Regions from separate parts of the Mus musculus genome. Here regions 2 and 3 are each linked to region 1. The links are chromatin contacts, called in public Hi-C and HiChIP or PLAC-seq maps. All regions are on one chromosome and are shown on one strand. The core of a region is the stretch at or near the end of the contact, and the rest is flanking DNA. Distances in the headings are between cores, read along the strand shown.

Region 1 (3,558 bases), core at 699-3,198:
CTGGCCACATAATGCCGCAAGCATTTTATCTCACAAACTATGCATTACACAGACATTCCCCCCCCCCTTAGGATTAAGAGTATGGCTCCTATATAGGACTATAACTTAGATTATTTTTGCAGCATATATTGATCGATTGAAAAAAAATAATGCATGAGAAAAAAAACTGTAGGAAATGCATTAATGTACCAAATGGGGTGTACTAACAATAGATGCACAGCTGGCCTAAGTAATTCAATTTCCTTGTGGCAACAGTCATGTCTACACAAAAGACCACAATGGCTCTGTAACACTTATCAAGCAAGAAGCAAAAGGCATCTATAAAATCTCTTACAATTTCCAAGTGACTCACTGAGACTTAGGTCAGAATCAAGCCCAAGAATTTTCGAGCTATAAAGTAGCTTTAGGTCGGAAGATCCAGAACTTCTACATCTGCTGAGAGAACCTAGCAGGTCAGTGATGAGACCGGGTGGGTTGGAAGAAGTGGGTGGAAAGGCCTCTGGAGGCACTTTCTGAGGTGCATATAGTAAAAGGGCCACCCCAACACTGGCTATCTGTGGTTGCAGACAAGATGCTCACCTATCGGGCGGTCAGGTGAAACAGTGGCAGTAACTCCTAGGCAGAGATGAAGCGACCACTGTAAAAACTTTTAGTACCGGACTCAGCGGACTCAGCGCACGAAAATCGCCATGGCTAAATGAAGATGGAAACTTCCTCCTGCAACCCACACACCTCTGGAACCGAGAGTTCACTAAAGCCTTCCCTTCCCTTCTCAGTTCCCAGTCTGTCCTGAAGCCGAGTTTTGCTTCAGAGTCCCCCTGCTTCGGCCTCTGGAGGGCTGGCATTATAGGTCATAACTGGTATTACAGGTCGCAGATGGCATTTCAGGCCATAGGGGTCATTGCTAGCATTACTGGTCCCGGCCTCTCTTCCTCTCTCTCCCTCTCATAGTCTCCTCATCTTCTCAAGATCTCCAGAGTTCTGCACTTACTTTTCATGTTACAAGTAGTCTTCTTTGGTAAAAACCGGAGCTTAAGGAGCAAGGAGAGCGTCTCCTGGACGTTTTCTCTAATTTGTACTGTCCTTTAGTGCATATTCGTGATTAAATTCCTGCGTTATTATTGATCGCAATGTTTTTTCCCTTCAAGTGAGAACATTAACTATGAGGTTGGGACTATAGATAAGTGGAGAGTACTCCCTTAGCACGCCAGGGGTGCTGGGCTGGACTCCTAGCATCTGAGAGGCGAAAGAGGAAAAGGGTAAGAATATAAAAGAATAAAACACACAGTGGATGTAGTAGTGTCTTGTCATTGAACATTGACTAGGAACGGGCTCAGGAGGCAAGTGCTTCTCCAGGGAGTGAGCGACAACCCGGGCACTGCAGGGAAGCCACCATTCACCAGCGTCCTTGAGAGCAGCTGTGCAGACCCAAGGACTTGGTACTCCCGCCGCATCTGCGCCCCAGTCCTTGGGTTGTCAGGGCGGCATTCCTTCACTCTCTACCGTCATTTCCCCCTTTCGTTTCTTTGTCCTTCCTGGTACTACAGTTTCCCATATTGTCTTATTAAAGAGTTTACACGTAGCTATGGCGTGTTTTGTTCGGCCTAGTTCCGGGGCTTGGAGGGCACCCCGCGACCACTCCCCGCATGTGCTCCTTCGGGCGGGGGCACAGGGGCTCTCCGTGCGCACGTGTGTCGTTTTCCTCCCCCACACTAAGCGGGCACCTTGCAACGTCTCGTCATTCTGCAGATTAAAGACCCTCGTGAGCTCATAGAAGCCGGCCTGCCTCTGCGGCTGCAGCGCTCCCCGCAGGCGCGGCGCGGCTCGCCCGGCTTCTGCCACTCCCCTTCCCCCAACCCCCCCAGCCCGACTTCCTCCCAGGCTCCTCGCAGCCGGGGCGGTTTGATCTGGGGCGGGAGCGGCGGCGTCCCTCTGGGCATGCTCAGTCGCAGGCTGAGCAGCGCCTGCTGAAGCAGAGCGCGGGCGGAGCGCAGCGGGGCAGTGCCGAGAGGGCAGAGCGGAGCTTGCGGCCCGAGCCGAGCGGAGCCGAGCGGAGCCGAGAGCAGCCGAGTGACGGTCTCCGGGAGACATGCAGATGATGACTAGGAAGGTCCTGCTGAACATGGAGCTGGAGGAGGACGACGATGAGGATGGAGACATTGGTGAGTGCCGGAACCGGGGCCAGGGCAAGGGGGATCCGGGGCGGACGCCTCTGCGCGGAAGCCGAACCTCCCAAGCAACTTCGGGTCTTTTTCCTGCGTCCGCTCCGGGCGGTGTTTTGGGGGCCCCTGCTCCCGGGTTCACGACACACCTGAGCCGGATTCTCCGAGGCCACAGGCTGCGCCGCTGCACCAGCCCGCAGAGACACAAACAAAAGGGCTGGAGCCGCGGGCGCGGGGCAGGGACGCGGGGCGACGCCGGGCGGAGGACCGTGGCACGTTTCCATCAGGCCTCCTGGATGTCAAAATGTTCCCTCTCAAGGCCTCCAAACACTTTACAAAGTAAATTTAGGAGTTGGGTGTGGCTTTTCCTTCCTTTCAGGTTTTGCTCACAGACCAATCAAAGGAATTTGGTAACTCCCAGGTCTAGACGAACTTGGGAATTCCACGCCGCGATTTAGCCTTGGCCTTTCATTGTGACAGCGGTTTATCAGGCACTCCTCTTTGTGGAGAGAGCAAATAGTATTCCTTTTTAAGGAGAGGAGAAAAGTGTGCCCAGGTTAGCCTTCCTGGAGCCTCACACTGTCAAGTAGAAGTTTCTGATTTCCCAGAGTTGAGCAAGTTAAGGCTCTGCACCTGGCGGCTGATTGGGTAAAGGATGTAGGATGCTCTTGTCTCATGAGACTGAACAGTTAAGTGACCGTTTACATAAAATACCACCCACGGGAGCAGCGTTAAAAAGTTACACTCGTATTAGCACAGTTAGTTTCTTAGGGAAATATTCTTGTCTGTCATAGTGAGGCACTCAAGTGAGATCCAGCCGGAATAGAAATTGACATAAGCAAGAGGCTCTGAGTGTAAGCCCTTGCTGCCCTCAGATTTCAATTTAGAAAGAAAATCTAATTTGGTCTAGCCTCTGTTACATGATAGGCATCATAGGTTGTCTTCAGACCCTGCCAGTAGGCTGGCTTTGCTTTTACTGACCCATGTAATTCATGCTTGTTCCACGAAGTAAAACAGCCGATGTAGTTAACTACCTCTGCCTCTTCTTACTGTAGCCTCCAGTATTTAGATTCATACTTTAGATAGCAGACAGCCTGTTTGGACAGGCAACGTTTAAGCAGGTCCTGGCAATTTTTGGTTGTCCTTTATTGAATTATGAATTTCATGTGGATCATAGTTATGTTTTTGTCCCAGACGTTTTACCAAACCTATGAACGTTTATGTTACTACAGAATTATAAGCCTTCTTGAAGGTTTACTGAAGTAGGTTGATAGACTATTATGAACTAATTCTAAATCCAACAGTGGGAGAGGAGGCGCTGGTGAAATGGAGGACTGCAATTGAAACCTCTGCCTCCAATCTTGTAGTGTTAAAGCTCTTGGTTAGTCTCTCTCTT
Region 2 (3,558 bases), core at 370-2,869, 210 kb after region 1:
ACCCAGCAATCCTACTTCAAGAAATACATCCAAAGGAGGCGAAGCAAAGATATACTCGGATGCCCATGTGTACCGCAGAACAGAACTATGTACAAGAACTAAGACATGAAATTGGCTGCAATGCCCACTACTGGACAAATGGATGTATAAAATATGTTACATATACTCGGCTGAATATTATACAGCTATCTAAATCAACAAAATCCTGTCATTTCCAGAAATAGCATTAACATTTATTTATTCATTTTCCATCCTGATTGCTGCCCCTCCCCCTCCCGGTGTTCCCTCAGAGTTCCTTCCCCTACCCTCCTCCTTTTCTCCTCTGAGAGGGTGGGGTCTCTCCTGGGTATCCCCACACCCTGTGCATCAAGTCTTTGCAGGGCTAGGCAAAGACTCTCCCACTGAGGCCAGCCAAGGCAGCCCAGCTAGTGAATGGCTTCTACAGGCAGGCAACAGCTCCAGGGACAGGGCCCATTCCAGTTGTTGGGGGACCCACACAGAGACTCAGCTGCATGCCTGCTATATTTATGTAAGGGAGCCTCTCTCTGGCTTGCGCATGCTCCTTGGTCAGCGGCTCAGTATCCTCAAGGGTTCAGGCTAGCCGACTCCATTGGTCTTCCTGTGGAACTGGACGTTATTAAGTAGAATAAAGGAGAGACAGACACATGGCACATGCTGTTATTATTTGTGGAAAACTGAAAGTCTGTCCTGTGGAAGAATGAGTCTTGAATGCAAAGACAGCCAGTGAGACCTGAAAGACGTTTGATGAGTGGCACCAAGCAGACGGGAGCCATTAGTTCTCACTTGTACAGCACCAGAAGGTAATGACTGATTAAAATAATCTATATTTCCAAACGATCAGAAAAGCCTAAGAAATGCCCAACACACAAAAATGCTGATTTTAGGGGGCGAAAGCAGGAGGATAGTGGGTTGAGTTCCTGGCCAATCTGAACTTCGGAGATAAAGTGGGTCTCAAGTAGCAGCCATAGAACAGACATACACTAACATTCAAATAGATGAGAGCGCCTGTACCTCCCTCACTCGACAGTTACATGTAATCTAAGAGCCAACCAAGATTATGCTATAGTATGCTAAGAGAATTCCCTGCTTCAGGGGTCTTCCCTGAGTTTTCTCTTGGGAATAACCCCCCACACTTGGATGTGTCTTTCTTATCCCTACCCCATCCCTTCCCCATAATCCCTTCTCTCCCACCCCCCCCCCTCTCTTGAGAATCACACCCTCATATGTGGGTATGCCTGTCCTTTTGAGCACCCTTCCTTCTAAACCCATATTCAAACATCTTTAACAAAATCTCCAAGTCTGCTTCATTACACTGTCAGGTCTTAAAATCCTTTTCAGCAAAGGAGCTACAAATCTGAGTTTGACCTGAGTTAAGAGTACCTGAAAGACCGGTTCCCTTATTCTCAGAACTCTTCAAGCTGCTAAGGGTGACAATAGAGCTGTCTCCTTACCACTAACTACAGAATCATAAAAGATGGGAGTGGCAGAAAGAACTCTCTTCACATGTGACATCCACCGGCTGCTTCGTCACACCTCTATCTACCAAAGCTGTCTCTAATGTCTTCCACTGTCTTGTCCTGCATACAGCCTGCTGGATTTTTAATCCTCTCCCTTCCCAGCTCTGTCCTGAGCCTCCATCTGATAAGGAGGGCTTGTGGTTTCTTCTGTGTATGCTGCTGAATTCCTTACATGTTTGTGGAATTCCATGATGATTTATTTTGTTTGGAAACCCTAGTCTTCCGGGTAGAAAAATCTGCCAACGGTGTTAGTGATGGGTGTGCAAAACCTTGGTCACAACTATAATTCCTGGGTCCTTTAGAGGCCCAGTGCAAAACCATAGTCGGAGCCTGATCCTGTGCTCTGTAGGCAGCGAGTTGTCCTGTTAGAGACAGTCGCTTCAAGCAAGGAAACTGGTGTATACAATCATCCCTTAATACAGCAGTCCTGGCAGACGGGAGGTGTTCGATAAATATTTGTTGAATTGATGAATGAATACCCCGTCTGCCTCGATAAGAGATTTTTCCAGCCAAGTGATTTATCAGCATACTCAGGAAAGTAGAACAGGATATAAATGGAAGCAGCAGCTGATTGCTTGAGATACAGAATAAGGATGGAGAAAGTTGAAGGGCTGGTCTAGTACAATAGCTAAGAAGTCCCTGTGGGGAGACATGAGGAGGCTTGCTCCAAGCAAGCGTCTTGGCTACTTGAGTGCTGCTAGCCCACTGCCACACAAAGCACATCCCAGTGTGAGATGCAGTTGCTGTAGCCTTTTGAGAGCGTTGGAACAGTGCATCCATGTCAGGTCACACAGGGGCCAGTGAAAAAGGCCAAGGAAGTGGACCTGGGACTGCTGACGTCTCCTTCAAAATCTGCTACATTCATCTATTCTGCAGGGCAGGTCTCAGGGCCAATTCCCACTTTCTCTTTCTCCTGGAGACAACTCAGATGCTGGCGTCCTGGCACTCTTCTTCATTCAGGGAAATGTCACATTCAAAGGAGCCTCTCGGGGCATGGGGCATTTGGATTGTACCTGTAAGCAAGTCCTCAAGGATAAACATTAGCTCTCATTTGCACGGAGCTTACCTGAAGACAGTAGTTACCAGGCATTCTGACTGGTTTCACCTCTACCTGACACAAGCTAGAGTCATTTCAGAGGAGGGACCCTCAACTGAGATATTGCTACCATAAGATCCAAGCTGTAGGCAAGTCTATAGGGCATATTCTTAATCAGTGGTTGATATAGTAGGGCCAAGCCCACTGTGGGTGGTGCCTCCCCTAGGCTGGTGGCCCTGGGTACTATAAGAAAGCAGGCTGAGCAAGCCATAGGAAGCAGGCAGCATCCCTCCACAGCCTCTGCATCAGCTCCTGCCTCCAGGTTCCTGCTCTGTTTGAGTTCCTATCCCGGACTTCCTCAGTGATGAAGTACGACCTGAGAGTTGTAAGATAAAATAAACCCTTTCCTCCCCGTGTTGGTCATGGTGTTTTATCACAGCAGAAGAATCCCTAAGATACCAGAGTATTCAACCTATGGTCTTACTGAGATATTAACAAAAGTTTGTTTAGGAAGTTAGACTTTCAGAAGGGCCCACCTTTGATAACGTGAACTCACTCCATTATAGTCTTCTTTCTGTTTCAAAGCATCCATTTGATTATATCTTTAGTGCTGTCTGGTTTTATGTTCACTTGATACAAGCAAGGGTCATCTAAGAGGAGGGAACCTCAGTTGAGACAATGCCTTCATAGGATCCAGCTGTAGGCATGTCAGCGGGGCATTTTCTAATTTGTGATTGAAGTAGAGGGGCCTACCTCATTATGGATGGTTCTATCCCTGAGCAGGTGGTTCTGGGTTCTATAAGAAATCGGACTAAGCAAGCCATGAGGAGCAAGCCAGGAAGCAGCATCCCTTCATGGCCTCTGCATCAGCTCCTGCCCTGTGAGAGTTCTTGTCCTGACTTCTTTGGATGATGAACAATGTTATAAAAGCCAAATAAACGTCTTCCCCCCCCCCCCGACTTGCTTTTGGTCATGGTGTTTCAA
Region 3 (3,558 bases), core at 342-2,841, 180 kb after region 1:
AGGCTAACCTGAGATACATAGTAAGCTCAAGACCAGCCTGGGATACATAGTAAAAGTCTATTTCAGCAACATAATAATAGAAGAAAGATCCGGGTAGGCTGTAGCTCAGCAGGAGAAAACACAGCCCCAGGTTCCATCCCCAACGGTGTAATGAAGAGAAATGAGACAATGTTATTATTCATGGATGACCTAAAGCTAATGATGACACACTGGCACCTCAGTTAGCAATGACATAAAGGTGCATGCGGTAAGGGGTGTCGAGTACTCTGCTCTGGTGGATGGGAAGGTCAACTGTGGATAGAGCGCACTAGCTCACTTACCAGTTGGTAGTTTGTTGACCACGTAGGTCATGCAGATTTATTTTCTCTATTACAGTTTCTTTTTTTTTTTTTTTTTTTTTTTTTTTTTTTAAAGATTTATTTATTTATTATATGTAAGTACATTGTAGCTGTCTTCAGACACTCCAGAAGAGGGAATCAGATCTCGTTACAGATGGTTGTGAGCCACCATGTGGTTGCTGGGATTTGAACTCTGGACCTTCGGAAGAGCAGTCGGGTGCTCTTACCCACTGAGCCATCTCACCAGCCCTCTATTACAGTTTCTTAATCCCAAATTCACTTAATTCAACTGCTCAGAGCCATTCTGATTTAGATTTCCAATACCACAACCAAGAAGTCAGATAAGGCCAAGACAACTGACTGTGCAGAATGCTGATCTCAGCAATTATGTTCCTGTATGTTTAATACCTCATGGTCAGGGAATTAAAAACAGGCTGGGTGAAAACCCTAAGTTAACCAGTAGACAGTACTGGGTGGTATGACCCAGTCAGCTCCCCAAGATAGCTAGCTAAATTGTTTTATGTCTTCTCAGAAAGCAGGGATAAAGCCATGGGGGAAACATAAAAACATTGTCACTTTGTAAAGACATGTCCTGTTTTACCCAGCTGGGGTCTGTCATTTTCTGCTTCCATGCTCAATAAGATAGTTCTGGATGATTTTCTTCCAGTATTTGATACCACATTGAACTTGAGGTGAAATGAATGTGATGCCTGCTTTAAAAATTACTGCGTCGAAGATGACTCTGGTTTTAAGTCAGGCCCTTGTTTACAATATCCATCAAAAAGATTTGTCTTCCTAACGTGCCTGGTTGTGTTTCCAGGTACCGTGACTTCCGAAACCCACCTGGGCACCCACAAGAGTATAAACACAACATCTACTATTGGCACGTGATTGCCGCCAAGCTGGCCTTCATCATTGTCATGGAGGTAAGAGAAGTGGGCTCTGAGGCAGGCTATGGTCGTGCACATTCGTAAGCCATCTGTGTCCCTTTAAGTATTGCCAACTTTCTTCAGTGTATATTAGGGCGTGAACTGATCAGATTTGGCCTGAGGATAGATGGTTCCTAACACTGAATGAAATAGCTGTCTGCTTTAAATGTTAAAAAGCATGACCATGTCAAGGGAGACTCGGCCCCGCTTAATACAGTATTCACTGAGTGCCTTTGTACTTTGGGGCACACTGAGAGGCATGTTGGATTGTGAAAGGCCTCTGCCCATGGAGCTATGATGCATCTGTGTTCCATGCAGCTGCTGCATGGGGCACGCCAACTCCTTACAGTGCCTCTCTCTCTAAAGTTAGCTGAGAAAATGACACGGCTGTAGAGTGTCAGCCGATCTAGCCAATGTCTCAGAGGGTGTTACTAGGAACAAACGAGGGAACCTAGTTGTTGTGCAAAGACAGACATCAGCCCTCACTTGTTTAAGCTACCCTAGGTACATCTTCTGTCCTGTGTAAAATTCTGAGGCTTTGCAATCTGATTCAAAAAAAAAAAAATTAAAAAATAGAAGACTAAGAACATGGGGGATGGAGGAGAGGAACACTTTCCATCGTAGACAAAAGGTGTCAGCCACGGGACAGAAAGTACAGCACACGTCATAAAGGACAATGCAGCTCACCGGAGACGGGAGGCAGAGGGAAGAGGCCAACAGCTGACAAAGAAAACTAGGATTACAATGAGGGAGGGCTCTCCACAGAAACTGTGGGAGACAGAAGCAACAGTTCTAGAACTTCAGCCTGCTAACCGAGAGAGGGAATAACTGAGGTTTTGTTTTTTGTTTTTTTTTTTCCCCCACAACCAAACACTGGTGAGCCATAGGCCCTTACAGAGAGCAATAATAAACTGGGAAGGGTTCCTCCTCTGTGTTCTCTCAAACTCCTGGGAGGCTGGAATAGCCTAGATCAGTGGTCCTCAACTGAGCACTAAGTACCAGTCAGTAGCAAAATGACACTTAGGAAGCAGCAGCAAAATGTATGGTGAGGCAGGGGCTAAGACTGCCAGAAATAGTGTTTTTCAATGGTCATGACCCACAGGTTGAGAACCACTGTCCCAGATCCTAAACTCACAAACAATCATAGGCACAGAGAAGAAAACTGCCTGACACAGAGGCGCATCTGTATCTCAGCACGAAGGAGGCAGAGGTGCTTGGCCCCTGTGAGTTCCAGGCCAACCAGAACTACACTGGGAGGAGAAGGCCTAAAAACAAAACAAAAAAAAACAAAAAACAAAAACAAAAAAAAAAACCTCTTAACAAGAAAAGGAAAACTAAGACTATTCTTGCTGCCTCATAAATACAGAGGTCCTCGTAGACTGCATAAACTGAACCTACAGGGTATTTTTAAAAGATGGCATCACACCCTATTGGCTTTGCCCTGTGAATGTTACCAGCCTCTATACAGATGAGTTTGGAGGAGATGAATCTTACTTACTTACTTAAGATGAGTCTTCTGTTGCACTCTCTTGCTTCGCAACTGTTGCTACATCTGCTGTACTCACCAGCCTCTGTTGCTCTTCCCCAACTGAGGTCAGGGTCCCTAAAGGCATGGCAGTGTTTGCTTCCCACTCCCCTCCCACTCCTCCCTCCTCTCCAGTCATTTCCTACTTCCTAAGTCATCTATCCTGCTCTGCGTATGGTGACCATAATGTCTGTCCTGTGGCGAATTCCTTGAGCAGCTATCTCTGCCCACATGTTACCCAGCAGTGAACACCAACAGGGCCAGCCTCTCATTCTTCCTGGAAGCCTGCCCCCTGGCTTCAGGAAAACAATTATTTAGTGTTTTAAAGCAGGAAAAAAGTCTAGGAAAGTTAGAACACTAAAAGGGTCCATTCAGCAAAAAGAAGTAACAATTATAAAAAAAAAAGTAACAATACATCGCCTATAGTATCAAAAGTCTATCAGTGTGCTTCAAAGGAGAAGCGGGTGTCAGTGACAGAGGAATTCATCAGCTCGCCTTCAGCTGTAAACAGGTCATCTCTACCCAAAACAAACAAGGAACTGCGCTCTAGACAAGGTGGCCCCCACTGATGCCCACAGGACATTGTGCCTGCCTGGGGTAAAGCACACATTCCTCTCCACAGTGGAGCACCCTGCCAGGGCCCGTCACATGGGAAGCTGTAAAACAAATCTCAGCACACACTTAAAAATTAAAAATTAAAATCCTATCTAGTGGCTTTTCTGCGTATGGTGCAATTAGATGAGACATTTCAGAAAGCACACATGTG

What was found. A called contact is a pair of places that touch in the nucleus more often than the background predicts. HiChIP or PLAC-seq counts read pairs in DNA pulled down with a chosen protein or histone mark.
Region 2: an H3K27ac HiChIP or PLAC-seq map of extraembryonic endoderm stem cells shows a contact between it and region 1. The contact joins the enhancer-like site here to the promoter of Ano6 in region 1. A contact is called at or near these places in 9 of 39 promoter capture datasets (the HPC-7 cell line, cranial neural crest, embryonic stem cells and 5 more), 4 of 115 datasets of contacts at active chromatin or transcription factors (embryonic basal ganglia, extraembryonic endoderm stem cells, large pre-B cells and 1 more) and 1 of 9 other capture datasets (liver).
Region 3: a Hi-C map of muscle stem cells shows a contact between it and region 1, with 2.6 times the contacts expected there. The contact joins the enhancer-like site here to the promoter of Ano6 in region 1. A contact is called at or near these places in 15 of 39 promoter capture datasets (the 3T3-L1 cell line, 3T3-L1-derived adipocytes, the C10 cell line and 9 more), 9 of 484 Hi-C or Micro-C datasets (B cells, the CH12 cell line, cortical neurons and 5 more), 16 of 115 datasets of contacts at active chromatin or transcription factors (the SCID.adh cell line, acute myeloid leukemia, bone marrow-derived macrophages and 13 more) and 2 of 9 other capture datasets (adipose tissue and liver).

What each region holds. Positions count from the first base shown.
Region 1 is chr15:95,788,895-95,792,452 of GRCm38.p6, forward strand. Ano6 (anoctamin 6) reads left to right here and starts at 1,949. Exons shown (of 20, transcript NM_175344.4): 1 at 1,949-2,162. The coding sequence starts at 2,090. All of the region lies in intron 1 of A130051J06Rik (a long non-coding RNA gene), which reads right to left.
Region 2 is chr15:96,001,717-96,005,274 of GRCm38.p6, forward strand. No RefSeq gene overlaps it. Among named protein-coding and RNA genes, the nearest start is that of Gm41389, 92 kb to the left of the region's middle. Within about 2 kb of position 1,620, at least 45 of the 459 cell types and tissues checked have an H3K27ac peak or open chromatin away from gene starts, as enhancers often do. A contact at or near this core is called in extraembryonic endoderm stem cells and pancreatic cancer cells, where this site is marked.
Region 3 is chr15:95,966,465-95,970,022 of GRCm38.p6, forward strand. It overlaps Ano6 (anoctamin 6), which reads left to right. Exons shown (of 20, transcript NM_175344.4): 19 at 1,159-1,264. Among named protein-coding and RNA genes, the nearest start is that of Gm41389, 56 kb to the left of the region's middle. Within about 2 kb of position 1,592, at least 7 of the 459 cell types and tissues checked have an H3K27ac peak or open chromatin away from gene starts, as enhancers often do. A contact at or near this core is called in muscle stem cells, where this site is marked.